Regions from separate parts of the Mus musculus genome. Here regions 1, 2 and 3 are each linked to region 4. Evidence: chromatin contacts called from public Hi-C and HiChIP or PLAC-seq data. All regions are on one chromosome and are shown on one strand. The core of a region is the stretch at or near the end of the contact, and the rest is flanking DNA. Distances in the headings are between cores, read along the strand shown. Region 1 has its middle 170 kb from the start of D030024E09Rik. Region 2 has its middle 120 kb from the start of D030024E09Rik. Region 3 has its middle 46 kb from the start of Gm29904. Region 4 has its middle 88 kb from the start of Gm24696.

Region 1 (3,477 bases), core at 315-2,814, 160 kb before region 4:
ACAGATTTTGATTCTGCCCCCCCAAATTAAAATTTATTTAATAAATCTCTTCTTTAGTAAATTGAAAGTGTATATTTCATGTCACACATGCCCATGAGCAGATATATGTCATATTCATATATATATATATATGATGTATATGTGTATACAATAGGAAGGAATAGAGGGTGGGTTTTATGGTCCAGGCAGGAAGCTCCAGAACGCACTGTCTATGCTTGCTCATACTAGTGGCTAACCCTGGAATGCAGCACTCACCCATCTCGCCTCGGAAAAATGCTGTGTATGCTTCACAGCCCTACCCTGCGCAGCCCTACTCCCAGTTAGTACATTGCCTAAGCCCATGCACTTTTCTTTTCTTGCTCAGCGCAGTACCCAGGATGGTGCTTGCACATAGCAGAAACCCCACTCAGATTTCTCATCGACACACATACAGATAGCCAGTAGGTGTCAAATTCCAGAAAACTTGTTCCACTCCTTTGGTTAAGCCCCCCCCCCCCCATTCAAGAAATCACATTCTGCAGCAGTTACTAGCAGAACTGCCCCACCTGCGAAAGGAATGGGGTGGACCAGCCAGGGGAAGAACCAAGAGAATGTTTAACTAAATAAATGGTGGCATTGACTTGAAATTAATAATGGAAAATAACTGTAATTTGTGTTAATTTATAGAAACAAAGCACATTTTATAAGCAGAACCTGCCCCCGCCATATTGTTCATTGCTGTGTCCTTTACAATAGAAAACTCCTTGATTTTTCCATCCAATGACCATCAGAAACACCAGTGAATGAGGGAAGGAATAGCCAGTATAGAAAAAAACTGCTAAGTGTTTCAAATGTGTATATGTGTGTGAAAGTGAGAATGCGTGAGAGTGTGTATGTGTGTCTGAGTGCGTGTGTGTGTGTGTGTGTGTGTGAGAGAGAGAGAGAGAGAGAGAGAGAGAGAGAGTATGTGTGTGTGTGTATGTGTGTCTGAATGTGTGTGTATGTGTGGGTTAACATGCAAAGCAGAAACTTAATGCATACAGATGTTACTGACTCCAAACAGTAACACACAAGGCAAGTTTCCTTATCGTTTCCATTTTCAGATAGAGAAATTAAAATGGCAATCCCTAGACCAAGAAACAACCACATTTGACATTTCTGCACATCACACTACCTACAAAATACCTCATTTTGTTTTCATCAAATAGTCCAAGGTATGAGGGCTGGAGTTTAATCTTCTGTGCTTTGTGACACAGAAGTGATGAAGACCACTTCTTCTCTAAGAGACTATGAGATTTAATTAGGGAAGTGGTTATAAAAACATGTCGAAGTTCAAAAGTGCTTTTCCTTGTCAGGGCCCATGACTATATTTCCAAATAGGACAACCTAGCTTTTAAAGCCACTTGCCTGGAATGAGTCTGCAAATCCCTTAGAGAGAATGATAGGGAGAGTTAGTGCCTGATGCCTAACATGGCCCATATGGTTTTGCAGAGATTCCATAAGTAAAGAGGAGAGCAAGAAGTCTAGCTTGTTAGTGTTCGAGTGTGGGAACAGTACGAGTTTGCTCTGTGATGATTCTAACATTCAGGAATGTTGGCACCTTCTCTTCCTGACTTTGCATTAGGAAACCAGGGCGTGTTGAGTAACAGGATGTACGTTCATGCTGTTTTTGGTTTCTTTGGGGGTTCATTTTGGGAAATCTTCTTTCAAGATAGAGCTTCAATGTTAGACTCAGGAAAGCCCTTTAACCTCGGGGCTGCTGCCTCCAACGTGGACTAAAGGTCCTGGTGGAGTAAGAGTTGGATGCTGTTCCTCATGAGTTAGGAGTCATTGTTTGCAAATGTGCTCCCCAATGAAAAAGGATTAGGTCCTGGACAGTAGAGAACATTATGTTCATATTGCAAAATCTTGATATGATCTAGTAAGGGCTGATGGGGATTTGATAAGCCAATCTTCTTGGCTGAAAATGTCATCGCTGATCTCTATTTATTGCTATATCCCACCCCACATTTGTTCTTCACAATATAAGGCAAGACTTAGAGGAATCCCTTTGGCTCTGTCAGAATTACCATAGGGATGTGGGAAGACACCGAGGCTCCATGCCATAAATTAATTTTGATCATATGATATGTGACTTAGGTACCCTGTTGCAATTCTGCAGCTCAATGTCTTTCCTTTGAAAACTGGAACCATCCTTCATCTTCTTTTTCTTTTTCTTTTTTGTTAAAGAAAAAAAAAACTAGTTGGGAATTTAATGATTGTCATTACCTACTGACTTCCAGAGAAATTTAAAGAAATGTCCCTATGAGAGACAATCTTACATAGTGACTATGACACAAATTTCTATTCTGTATGTTTCCACAAAAGTTAGTTAACATTTTAAAAATCTTAGTTTCTTCCACTGAAAAGGATAGATAAAAATGGCAATGCCTAGTCCAGGCATTAAAAATTAAAGGCTGTGATCTCTGAGTTGAAGAACTTAGCACAAAACACTAGCACATTGTAAAATCAATAAATACTAGGTATGGCCATTATCTCCATTGTATGGCGAATGGTTAGAAAAGCATCATAAAATGTTATATGCATGAGGAAAGTATTATTATCTCTTAACATTTGCTCTTTTGTTGACCAAAAGGAATTTCAAGGCTTACAAATTATTCTTTGGGAAAATGAATTATTCACCAGGTTATTGGCCTCAGTACTTTTCATCTTCAGCAAGAAAAAGAATAATGAAGAATCTGCAGCTTTGACCTACCATATAGGCCACATCTAAAAAAGTTCAGCACAGCAAGTAACTGGCTGCAGTTTTTTTTTTCTTTTTTTTTCTAGTTCAGTGCTTTTCCCACAGATTAGGATCCATATGGAAGAGATGCCTGGGAAGTGAATTTCCATATAAGGAGCTTCTTACTAAGTTTCTTTCATAACTCTACATACATGTATATCCAGAAATAGGTATAAAACACTTGGGGAGATATAAAAAACAGGAGAAGTCACTTCTTCGGTGGAAAATAATATGTGATAATAAGATAAGCCATAATCGCCAGACAACTGGACTTTCTATTTTGTATGGCATTTTGACACCTGGGGAAGGAAGCTAACAGACAGAGCATCAGCGTCACCACTGTTGAGCTTTAAAGGATGTACGCAGAGCTTTCAAGTTCTTAGGGATACGTCTGAGAAGACGGTCAAGACTTTACACACTTCTCTGTCATGACTCTACACAGGATTCTCAGAAACATTGGAAGGAAAGAAAGGTAGTAGCACTCTAACTGAACAGGGACCAATGATTAACAATTGACACTTAATCCTGGGTCTCAATTCTATTTCCACTTGGTTAATCAGACCCTGTTTTGTAGCTCTTATTTTCAAACTGACTTGACTTTTTCTTTCTACATCAGACTCTCTGAACTTATGAGAAGAAGATGTGATGGTAGAACCAGGTGGCTGGAACACAAAGATGGAAAAAACAAACAAACAGAGATCCCTAATTAGAATGCA
Region 2 (3,179 bases), core at 88-2,587, 210 kb before region 4:
AGAGGCCCATTGGACTTGCAAACTTTATATGCCCCAGTACAGGGGAACGCCAGGGCCAAAAAGGGGGAGTGGGTGGGTAGGGGAGTGGGGGTGGGTGGGTATGGGGGACCTTTGGGATAGCATTGAAAATGTAAACGAGGAAAATACCTAATTAAAAAACTTAAAAAAAAAGATATTTACATTCAGTGTAAATGAAGAACCTGGTTTAGGATTTGATAGAAGGTGATTGATGGTAAAGGGGCTTTGCTTTGTCAAACCATGAATCTGACTTCTAACTTCATGGACTTTTTCTTGTTTCTTGACCCTATTTTTGTGCCATGTCTAGAGAAGTATGCTTTAATCTGGACTATGCTTTGTAGTCCCCAAATGTAGATGATATAATATGAAGCCCTATTGAATGGATTTCTGAAAATAAAGTATGAGCCTAATAAGCATTTCTACTTGGTTTTTTTTTATGGCAAACTTTACTCCCATTAAATTAATTCATCTCCACATTGCTCAATACCAACTGGAGCCCAGCTTTGATCCTTCTGGTGGGTGGTCAGAAGCCCTAGGGCAGGTTTGGCTTGGCCTGGTGATTGGGACCAAACAGCTGTGTGGTCCTGGGCAAGACCTTTCACCATTCTGACTTCTTCAGGCAAAAGGCTCCAGTGGCTTGCATCTGATGTATCCTTTTGGCACCAGTGTTGTGGGTTTGTAACTCATCTATGATGATCCATAAGATCTAACCTGCACTGGCAATAAAGCAGGTCTTCAGTTGTTGCTAATAACAGGTCTGGGTTAGAAACAGCTGCTCTGGCCTGAAGTGAGAACCTACATGTCTCCTTGCTTTCTGGAAGAGCCTCACAGGTGGAAATCACTCATCAGCTTTTGATATTGATGTCCAGTGGCGCTACCTCCAACATGAAGACACTTATAAGTTCAAACAGAGTAATCAGGCATGGGAAAGTTATTAAAGTGGAGATTGGGGTTTCTTGAAAGTATTTGTTGTTGTTAGTGTTGTTGTTAAAGCATTTAGAGGATACACGGTTTTTATTCTTGTCAGGAGTACTACAACATTCAGTTAGGTAGTCTGGAAGGGTGATTGACACCCCAAGTGTTACAATGGCAGTCATTGTTGAATAGTAGCTTTCCATTTTTCTCTCTCTGACTTTCTGTCCCTGTCTCAGAGCAGATGGCATGCTAAGTTCAGGTTCTATCTTCCCTGCCCTTCACTAGTCAAGCAAAAACCACACTTTCCTTGGAAAAACTTCTGAATCACATGATTTCATCCTGGGGAGTCTCCTCCACATGACATCTGGACAGCTGTGTTGACAGAATGACTCACTCTTTGACTGATCATTCATTCATTCTTCATTCACTGATTCATACCCACTTAGAGTTTACTTTGTGCTGGATTCTAAAGAGATAACAGGAAATAAAACACATAAGCTGTCTGTCTTTATGGAACTCACATTCTATCAGACTTGGCCATCACTGCAACTGAACTCAAGTCAACTCATCGGTTAAGGATTCCCACCCAGTCACAGCTCAGTTTGGATGATGTTTTCAGAGAACTCATGTGTGCATGATGTGCTTGTCCACGGCACCACTTCATTGATGTCCTCTATTTCATCTCTCAAGATCACATCTTTGGCTGCCAGGTACTGCAGGCTGTACTCACTCACAGACAGGTCGTTGACTACAACAAGTGATGTATGCCTTTATAGTATGCTGGAGTATGTCTTATCTCTTCATACCTCAGTATCCTTAGAACTGTCAATGATGCTGTAAGAGGGGCATCATTGTCCCTCCTGTTGTCATATCTATCTATCTATCTATCTATCTATCTATCTATCTATCTATCTGTCTATCATCTATCTATCTATCTATCTATCTACCTACCTACCTATCATCTATCTACCTACCTTTCTATCTATCTATCTATCTATCTATCTATCTGTCTGTCTATCATCTATCTATCTATCTATCTATCTATCTATCTACTATCTAATATGCCTTTCACCTAAAAGGTAAGATTTTTATATGTGCATGTACACATTGCCAAGTACTACCTCCTTTAGAACCCAGCTTTGGAACATACGTGGCATGTGTATTTTAAGGCTCATATTCACTCATTTATTTGTTCACTTACTAGGGACTAAAAAGCAGAACAGAAAAATTCATAGCTAGGACTGAGTTCAAAAGCACAGAAAAAACAAACAAACAAACAAACTGAAACCAACATAAGCTTATGAGAAGCCTATGTGTCTATCTCCAGAGGTAGGGAGCACAGGCATTCCTGACTACATACCTGCCTGAAAATATTCTGAGGCCCAGCAAGGCGAGTTATACTCCAGGAATTGCAATACCTTAGAAAGGCTGATGCCCAAACAGACCTCACTTACTCTTAGTTAATGAACTTGTTAATTATTAACATCACTTCATTATTTTAAGAACCTGCCTATGCATTTTGCCAATACCAAGCACCATGCTTGCCATTCAGTTGTTGAAGCTAAACCAGAGTACATTATGTCTAAACCCAGCAATCCAAGCATCTTGCCCTTTGCAGAAAGACCCACATTTTCACACAGGCCTCTTTTCCACTCCCACACTCATTGAAGTCAGTGCAAAAGAAATTTACATTCCTGGCCAGTCAGAATATCGGAATATTATTATTTATTTAAACCTCATTACCTGCAAGCTTCCTTCATGAAACCAATTAAGAAGTCTCCTAAAGACAGAAATAATATTATACTTGGTGTAACTGTTCAGTAATGTGTTAGAAACCTCTGTAGGTTTTGACAATTTTTTGTGTCTCATTTTTAAGAGGAAGGCCAGGGAATTTGGCCTCTGCTGCTATGTGCTGGTTATGGCTTTCCAGAGAATGAAACTATGGGTGTGTTAAAGGTGGGGGTTGAGGCAGGGAGTGGGGACTGACAGGGAATGTGGGTACTTAAGGTGTCAAATTTTACATGTCTGGGTTTCATTTCCACCAGACTGCACTCTGAAAAATCACCATTCTATGCTATATGCTTACTGGAAGGGCTGGCAATGTTTCAAAGAAATCTCTGAAATGGGGACATCAGAATCTTAAAAATTGTTGGCAGTGATAGGATAGCTTTAAATGGAGCTCCCTGAAGTAAACTGGTCTAAGGCAGCACAGTGAAAAATACCCCTTGTAGGATTCAGCAGCCTGG
Region 3 (3,635 bases), core at 847-3,346, 200 kb after region 4:
TGTGTCAGGGCCTGACTTGAAAAAAATGTTTTTCCAGATGAGTTTGCTTTAGTAAAGTGACCTAGGCACTCTATATTCTTTGATATTCTGTGGTTGTATTTTTAAATGAAAAGTATTCAAATGTATTTACATTTTAGACACTATAGCTTCACAGGGTGGAGAATTTGCTTCAAGCTATCTTTCCTACTGCCCTGGTCAAACTGGGTACTTTGTGAGGGCACTAAGGTCTTCAATAGGTACGGCTGCTTTGTCAGCCCTGCCATCTAATTCAAATACACCTGTGTGCCTTTCCTTTAAAATGTACAATCTCTCTCTCTCTCTCTCTCTCTCTCTCTCTCTCTCTCTCTCTCTCTCTCTCTCTCTCTCTCTCCCTCTCTCTCTCTCTCTCTCTCTCTCTCTCTCTCTCTCTCTCTCTCTCTCTCTCTCTCCCATCCCTGTAACAAATATACATAAAGCCATGTTAAATGGTATTCATAGCACATCCTGTATATTATTCAGTCTTTTCAATCTTGAAATTTTCTCCATCATGTGAGTGATACATACACAGACACACACACACACACACACACACACACACACACACACACACACATGTTTATATATATATAACATACATATACATATGTATATGTATATATATGTATCAGCTTCATTCAAAATTTCAGGCCATGGTCAGGTTCTTTGTCACTTGAATTCAACTTACAACAGTCTAAGTCTTCTCTAGACCTCAGTGCCAGCCTTTTGAATATCTCTCCTACAAATCAGTTCCAAAGGCCCACCTAGCATGTCTCTAGCCAAGTTTATGAAAGTCATTTCTCTGCTACTTTTCCATATTATCTTCTTTTTTTAATCATTCTCATGAGATAGCTGATGGAAACAATGTACAGGCAAAAGATTTCATGAAATACTGTCCATCATGATGAAGAAGCTATGGTGCCTTGGGATATGTCTTTGGAGTTGGGAACCATAGTGCAATTTCCTCATATCACAATAGTTAGATGTGAACTGGAGAAAAGAATGTGAGTGGCCAGAGGGTAAGGGAGGAGTAGTAAGGTTTTACAAAGTTTGTAAAAGTAGGTTTGTATGTCATAAATACATTCAGGGAATCTGTTATATAACAATGCAGTTTGAGTTAATAACATTAAGTATTAAAAATTGTGAATAAAGTAAGTTTTCAATATTCTCAGTATATATGAGGTGATGCAGTGATATATATTAATCAGTTTACCACGTACTATGTACAATGTACATATACTAGTATACCATGCTGTCCAACACACACACACGTGTGTGTGTATATATATATATGTATGTATATGTATATATATATACACACATACATATATGTGTGTGTATTTATATGTGTTTGTATATATGTGTATATGTGTGTGTGTATTTGTGTGTATCATAAAATAAAACATTAAAATGTAAGGATGTACATGTTTAGTGAGAATAAACATAAGCTGCAGTGCTATTTACATTGATGATAAGAACATATGGGCACTGAGACAATGCACAGTAGCTGCTGAGCTATCAGCCCTACATCTCAGAAAAGAGGATGTAGGAAATGATGAAACTATACACACACAAGGAAGTCAGCTTCACAGTGTTTGTAGTTGACACAAAGGAAATAGTTAAAATCTCAAAAAGCAGACTGTAGACAGGGGGGAAATTGGGCAGGGAAAGAGCATTTACAAGATTGTTCATTGTGTTATAAACACAGGCAGACCAAATATCTCCAGGCACTCTTAGGTCATGTCTGAGATAAACATGAATGAGATCGTGAAATTTCAGCTGAATAAAGTGTAGCCGAGATCTTTCAAGATTGTTGAAATTGCATTCCCATGTCCTTTTTTAACTTCAAGCATGCCTATGTGCATCTGTCAGTCTGGGTCATTTTGAGTGTGATTCTGCAACTCTATTTAGAACAGGCAAAGAAAGCACAGAATTTGGATCTACAGAGGATGGACCTTGTTCTTCTTAGTACCTCTGCTGTCAAGGGAAGGAGACAATGACCTGTGTTCAATAGACTCATTTCCTCTTCCTCACAAGTCTACTGCGCCTCTTTGCCAGATCCATTTCACCATGGGATGAGTCCATATAAGTGACTGAATGTGGTCAGTGGAATGTGGGCAAGAAGTGATATGAGTAATTTCTAGTCTGGCCATGCCCAACATTCTTCAAATGACTTTTCAGGCTCCTATTTTTTTCTATCAGTGTCTTCCTTAGACAAAGACCTATTTCAGATCTCTGAGGCAACAGAAGACATTGGTACCATAAGGACAATAGAAGAAACTGGGTCTCTATACCTCCACTTGGACTGCCATTTCCCACACTGTTAATGGGAGAAATGTACTTTATAAGGTAAAAATTGGAACATGTGTGTGACTGGTTGCAGAAAGACTATATCCTGCTTCATACAGCACATGGTTTAAACTCTTGGAGCCTCAGTTTCACTATCCATGCTACAATTCATTGGCTCTCATAAGAACTGAATGTAAAGCATGTCTACATACACATGCATTATGTGTTTATTCTCATCTCTGTTCATTTTATGCTCACACGCCAACTTGGGCAAGGCTGCCTCTCTGCACACCTCCATAGGTTGCCATATAATTTTATGCATGGGTCAAGCACAATATGAATCATGGCTCTTGTGTTCCCCATCCCAGACACATGAGCAAATTTCAAAGAAAGAGCATAGTTACTTCTAAATAAATGTGACAGAAGCAATTGTTATCACTTTAATAAAAAGATTAACTAAAGCAACAATGATTTTAAAAGTGAAATAATTTATAGCTTTGCTATCATGGCTTGGTAATGTCCTTGTGTGTAAATACAAAGGATACTTAATCTCTTATTTAAATTGTCTGAATTACTCCTCTGTTCTGATAATAAAACAGCCCTTAGGTATCTTATTTGATATCAAGTAGACAAAGGAAAGTCTGATCAACATTCAACTTTAGTGCTTAGGCACATTTTATGTTGATTGGGACCTAAACTTCCCCAGCAACAATTGCTACCGAGTCAGTTTGCTCTTCAGATGCCCATGGCTGGAACTGAATGTGTACCAACTGGAACTGATTACTTGAAACTTGAACAGTTCGGGGTTTAATAGAGTTAATTTGGGTGTTCTAGCTACCACCAGGCTGTCTTTACTTTCAAAGTCATATAAGAGCCAGAATTTTAGGCAATGCAGGGGGGAGGCATTGTCACTATGCTCCGACAGTCTAAAAGGCACTCTGATGGGCTCTCACAGAAGATTTCAATCTTCAGGAAGAAACTGGTAGAAGCAAAGGAATGCATTTTTAGAAGGTGGCTTCCTGTAGTCATTTGCCTCCCATTTGTGTGAACATCTGAACAGAGAAAAAGAAAAATGACAACATTACTAGATTCTGGCATCTGGAAATTGTGAAGCATAGAGTTTTTACACTAATTTAATGCACATTCTCACATTACAGTCATGTTTAACAGTTACCCATGTGCCACTCAGAGAGATGCATTGTATGAAAAGAATTTTGGCAGCACAGACTCTTCAGGCTGTGGGCATAAGAAAGGAAACACTTGTGCAGACTACCAATTTAGCATTTATTCAGTTAACTTCCTGGAATGTGGGGATGGGAAGAGGATTTAGA
Region 4 (3,258 bases), core at 275-2,774:
CTAGAGGTCAAAAACAGGTATATGTCTTCTTCTCTTCTTCTGTTTAAGTCTTCACTTTATTTTCTGAGATACTACCTCCCACTGAATCTATTTTGCTTAGACTGGTTGGCCAGTAAGCCCTTAGAATTCTCTTGTCTCCATCTCTCACAAGCCCCATAGCCAGTTTAGAGAGGCATGCTTCTGTGACCAGCTTCCTGTAAGTGCAGGATACCCAAGCTCACGTCCTCATGCTTGTATACCAAGCACATTATCCTCAGAACCATTTCCCTAGCTCCTTGCTGACTTTTGGTTTTTGACAGTAGAGGTTTCACATTCTAAAACCTGATGTAATATTATGCATTCAATCCCTAAATTTAGTCTTTTGGCTACTATGCTGCATCAAGTATTCTTATTTCATCTCCCAACTAAAGATTCTTAAAACAGTATTCACTTTGCCCCTAACTTAGGCCTATCATATTGACAGGGGAGCTCTCTTGGACATTAGTTATAACAGCAAACCCTATAGAAGCTAGGTAGAGTATTAGTGGAATGTAGCGTGATGGATAGGAAGGTACCACAGAAACCAGTTGTTTTATATCCCCTTTTCATAAGTGCAAAAATCAGAAGCTCAGAGAAAAAGTGTTTGTCTAATTATAATAGCTATCTTCTCACCATGAGCCACAATTAGAAAACTGTTTTCTGAACTACTAGTATGTACAAAGACACTAAGAGGAACAATGGCATAGCTTAAGAAACACACAGACACACAGACACTGACACACAGACACACAGACACACACACACCCAGACACACACACACGCACACACACACCCAGACACACACACACACACCTGCTGACTCTGTTATTACAGGTATCTAGAGAAAAGAAAGGATTTGAATCACAGGTACAACTTATAACAATGACATCTTTAACGACCCAGAATTAGTGACATCTTCAGACAATTGTGTCTGTCTTGATGACAGTGACTAAAGATAATAAAATGCATTTGCTTGGCTGAGAATGAGTAAGGAAAGAAATGAGCCATATATATTGCTACAGCTGAGGGTTTGGATTCTTCTTTTCCAGACTGGCACTGTAATCTCAGGAACTGACTACAAGAGTATGGTAGGATAACAGTTAATGCTACTCCAGATCTCTGAGCAAATGAACCATACCCAAAAGAGTTTTCTTTCATTTTCCACCTCTCCTACTTCTGTCTACATCTGAAAGCTAGACAAAGCTCTTCGCTACGAGGCAGAGGATAAAAACTGATTGCTAAAATGAGCTGTTCTTAAATTGAACCAAAATGTACCAGCAACCAATTTTAAAGATAATGATGTGAATTTTATTTAATCCTCACTATTTGGGCTAGTTTCGGTTTCCCAAGCACCGACTGCTCAATAAATGGACAATATAAATAAACAATGCATCTATTTCACAAGACACCTGTGATTAACAGGGAACATTATCTTAACCTCTTTGTAGCCTTTTCTCTGTCAACTCATAAACTTCTTATTTGCTCTGTGACTCAGCATACCTGTGACAATAACTATATAGCAATTCATTGATATCAACAGGATGTTTGGTTTGGGTTAGCCATGAATAAATACTGATACCACTAATCCAAAAAATCACCAGTATGATAAAAATAAATATTCTGACCTTGCGGTGAGTGAGTAATTGGACATGAATTACATTTGTCTTTCTGATAATGATGCAAAGCAGAATGGCAGAGCAAAGGGACATCCTGTATTTATGTGCTCCTACTACAATGGGTAATTAAGTGGAGTTGAATAGTTTAAGGTCATACTGTGGTCCTTGCCCTTGCTTTGTGCAGTTGAAGTGGGGGTGGTAAACACCAATGCCCTCCAATAGCAAGGGCCAGGAGCACAGTGCTAGTTGTTACTCTGGGCTATGCTATGCCTAGTTTAGCTGCCTGTCTTGAGCTCAAGTGAGATGAATTATGGGCATGTCATAAATAGTAAGAGACTTGTAATATATAAGTTAATATTATTGCTTCTCTATAAATAATTTATGTTTTTAGCCCCATTTCAAGTCAATGGCTCTTAACCCTTATGAACAGTGGTGAATTACATTACAATAAATGCTAGAAGATCTCTTTTCAGAGGAGGAATACAGCCCTAAACATATTTATGTGCATACATTCAATGCTGTTTTTATGAAATTCCAGAAGGTTCTTAGAACTTAAGCAAACAGATTTTTAGGGCTGCATGAGATCTAGATCACAATTTATTGATTCAAGGTGTTTTGGTGTAAATAAATAAACAAACAAATAAATAAATGGCTTTTTGTACTGTCCAACAGAGAAACTAGGGCATAGATAGATGTCTTTTTCTAATCATATCTTCAGTAGTCGTACAGGTCTATAATCCCAACACTCAGGAGGCCAAGATACATAGTAGACGATATCCTTGAAATGCAAGAGTGTCAGGCCACCCAGGCAAGGCTACACACCATAATACTCTTTAATAAGCATTTCCAAGTCCCATTGAAACTTGAAAACTGAGGCAGAGAAGTGTTAAATAACTTGTTCAAGATCAGAACTGGCTTTCAGAACACAAGACTTCTGTTGAATCACAGGGCCTCACTACTGAAAGGAATCTTGTTTTGCTGAGTTCTCTGTGGTGGTCAACTCAAAAGTTTGATCCTGCACCTTTGCCTCATTGCAGTCACTAAGCAGATTCAGTGGGTTTAGAAACCAGTACAGGAAGTCAGGAGGTAAGTAATGGAGGGTATTGGAAGGAGTAGGGAGTGGCTCTCGTCAAAGCACATGCCATCCTGGTATTAAATTCTCAAACAATATGAGAATACATTATGTGCACATATGAACACTTTCAAAGAATAAATAATGAAATATAGTGAGCAAAAGACCAGGTGTTTTGTTGTAACATATATCTTAATTTCAGCAGCTGAGAGTCGGAAGCAAGTAGATGCTGTGGTCCAGGACAGCCTGCGCTATCCACTCTGTCTCAGACCAAAGACCAACAAGTCATCATTGCTTTCATTGTCTCTTAGAAGTAATAATCTTGCCTATGATCACACAGTTGTTCTCCGTTAAGATAGATCTGACCCCTTATGATCCCTTCTCAGCTATTTCTTCACCACATCCCTCTACCACCTTCATGTTTATTCATGTAGCACTTGCTTATCTCGTTCCCTTCACTAGACCTCCAATTCCACAAAGGCAGAGACTTGATCCCTAACCCATCCCTTCTCTGATATAATGCTTGGTATGTGGCCAGTCTCCATAAATATT

Evidence for each region. Hi-C and Micro-C count contacts between places; a contact is called where the count stands out from the background. HiChIP or PLAC-seq counts read pairs in DNA pulled down with a chosen protein or histone mark.
Region 1: a contact with region 4 is called in a FOXA1 HiChIP or PLAC-seq map of pancreatic cancer cells. The contact joins two enhancer-like sites. A contact is called at or near these places in 3 of 484 Hi-C or Micro-C datasets (adipose-derived mesenchymal stem cells, pancreatic cancer cells and uterus) and 2 of 115 datasets of contacts at active chromatin or transcription factors (a colorectal cancer cell line and pancreatic cancer cells).
Region 2: a contact with region 4 is called in a FOXA1 HiChIP or PLAC-seq map of pancreatic cancer cells. The contact joins two enhancer-like sites. A contact is called at or near these places in 2 of 484 Hi-C or Micro-C datasets (CD4 T cells and embryonic fibroblasts) and 2 of 115 datasets of contacts at active chromatin or transcription factors (CD8 T cells and pancreatic cancer cells).
Region 3: a contact with region 4 is called in a Hi-C map of pancreatic cancer cells, with 2.4 times the contacts expected there. The contact joins two enhancer-like sites. A contact is called at or near these places in 1 of 484 Hi-C or Micro-C datasets (pancreatic cancer cells) and 1 of 115 datasets of contacts at active chromatin or transcription factors (pancreatic cancer cells).

What each region holds. Positions count from the first base shown.
Region 1 is chr15:61,606,703-61,610,179 of GRCm38.p6, reverse strand. No RefSeq gene overlaps it. Among named protein-coding and RNA genes, the nearest start is that of D030024E09Rik, 170 kb to the left of the region's middle. Within about 2 kb of position 1,564, at least 78 of the 459 cell types and tissues checked have an H3K27ac peak or open chromatin away from gene starts, as enhancers often do. A contact at or near this core is called in a colorectal cancer cell line and pancreatic cancer cells, where this site is marked.
Region 2 is chr15:61,653,204-61,656,382 of GRCm38.p6, reverse strand. No RefSeq gene overlaps it. Among named protein-coding and RNA genes, the nearest start is that of D030024E09Rik, 120 kb to the left of the region's middle. Within about 2 kb of position 1,337, at least 18 of the 459 cell types and tissues checked have an H3K27ac peak or open chromatin away from gene starts, as enhancers often do. A contact at or near this core is called in pancreatic cancer cells, where this site is marked.
Region 3 is chr15:61,240,417-61,244,051 of GRCm38.p6, reverse strand. No RefSeq gene overlaps it. Among named protein-coding and RNA genes, the nearest start is that of Gm29904, 46 kb to the left of the region's middle. Within about 2 kb of position 2,096, at least 51 of the 459 cell types and tissues checked have an H3K27ac peak or open chromatin away from gene starts, as enhancers often do. A contact at or near this core is called in pancreatic cancer cells, where this site is marked.
Region 4 is chr15:61,444,812-61,448,069 of GRCm38.p6, reverse strand. No RefSeq gene overlaps it. Among named protein-coding and RNA genes, the nearest start is that of Gm24696, 88 kb to the right of the region's middle. Within about 2 kb of position 1,524, at least 22 of the 459 cell types and tissues checked have an H3K27ac peak or open chromatin away from gene starts, as enhancers often do. A contact at or near this core is called in a colorectal cancer cell line and pancreatic cancer cells, where this site is marked.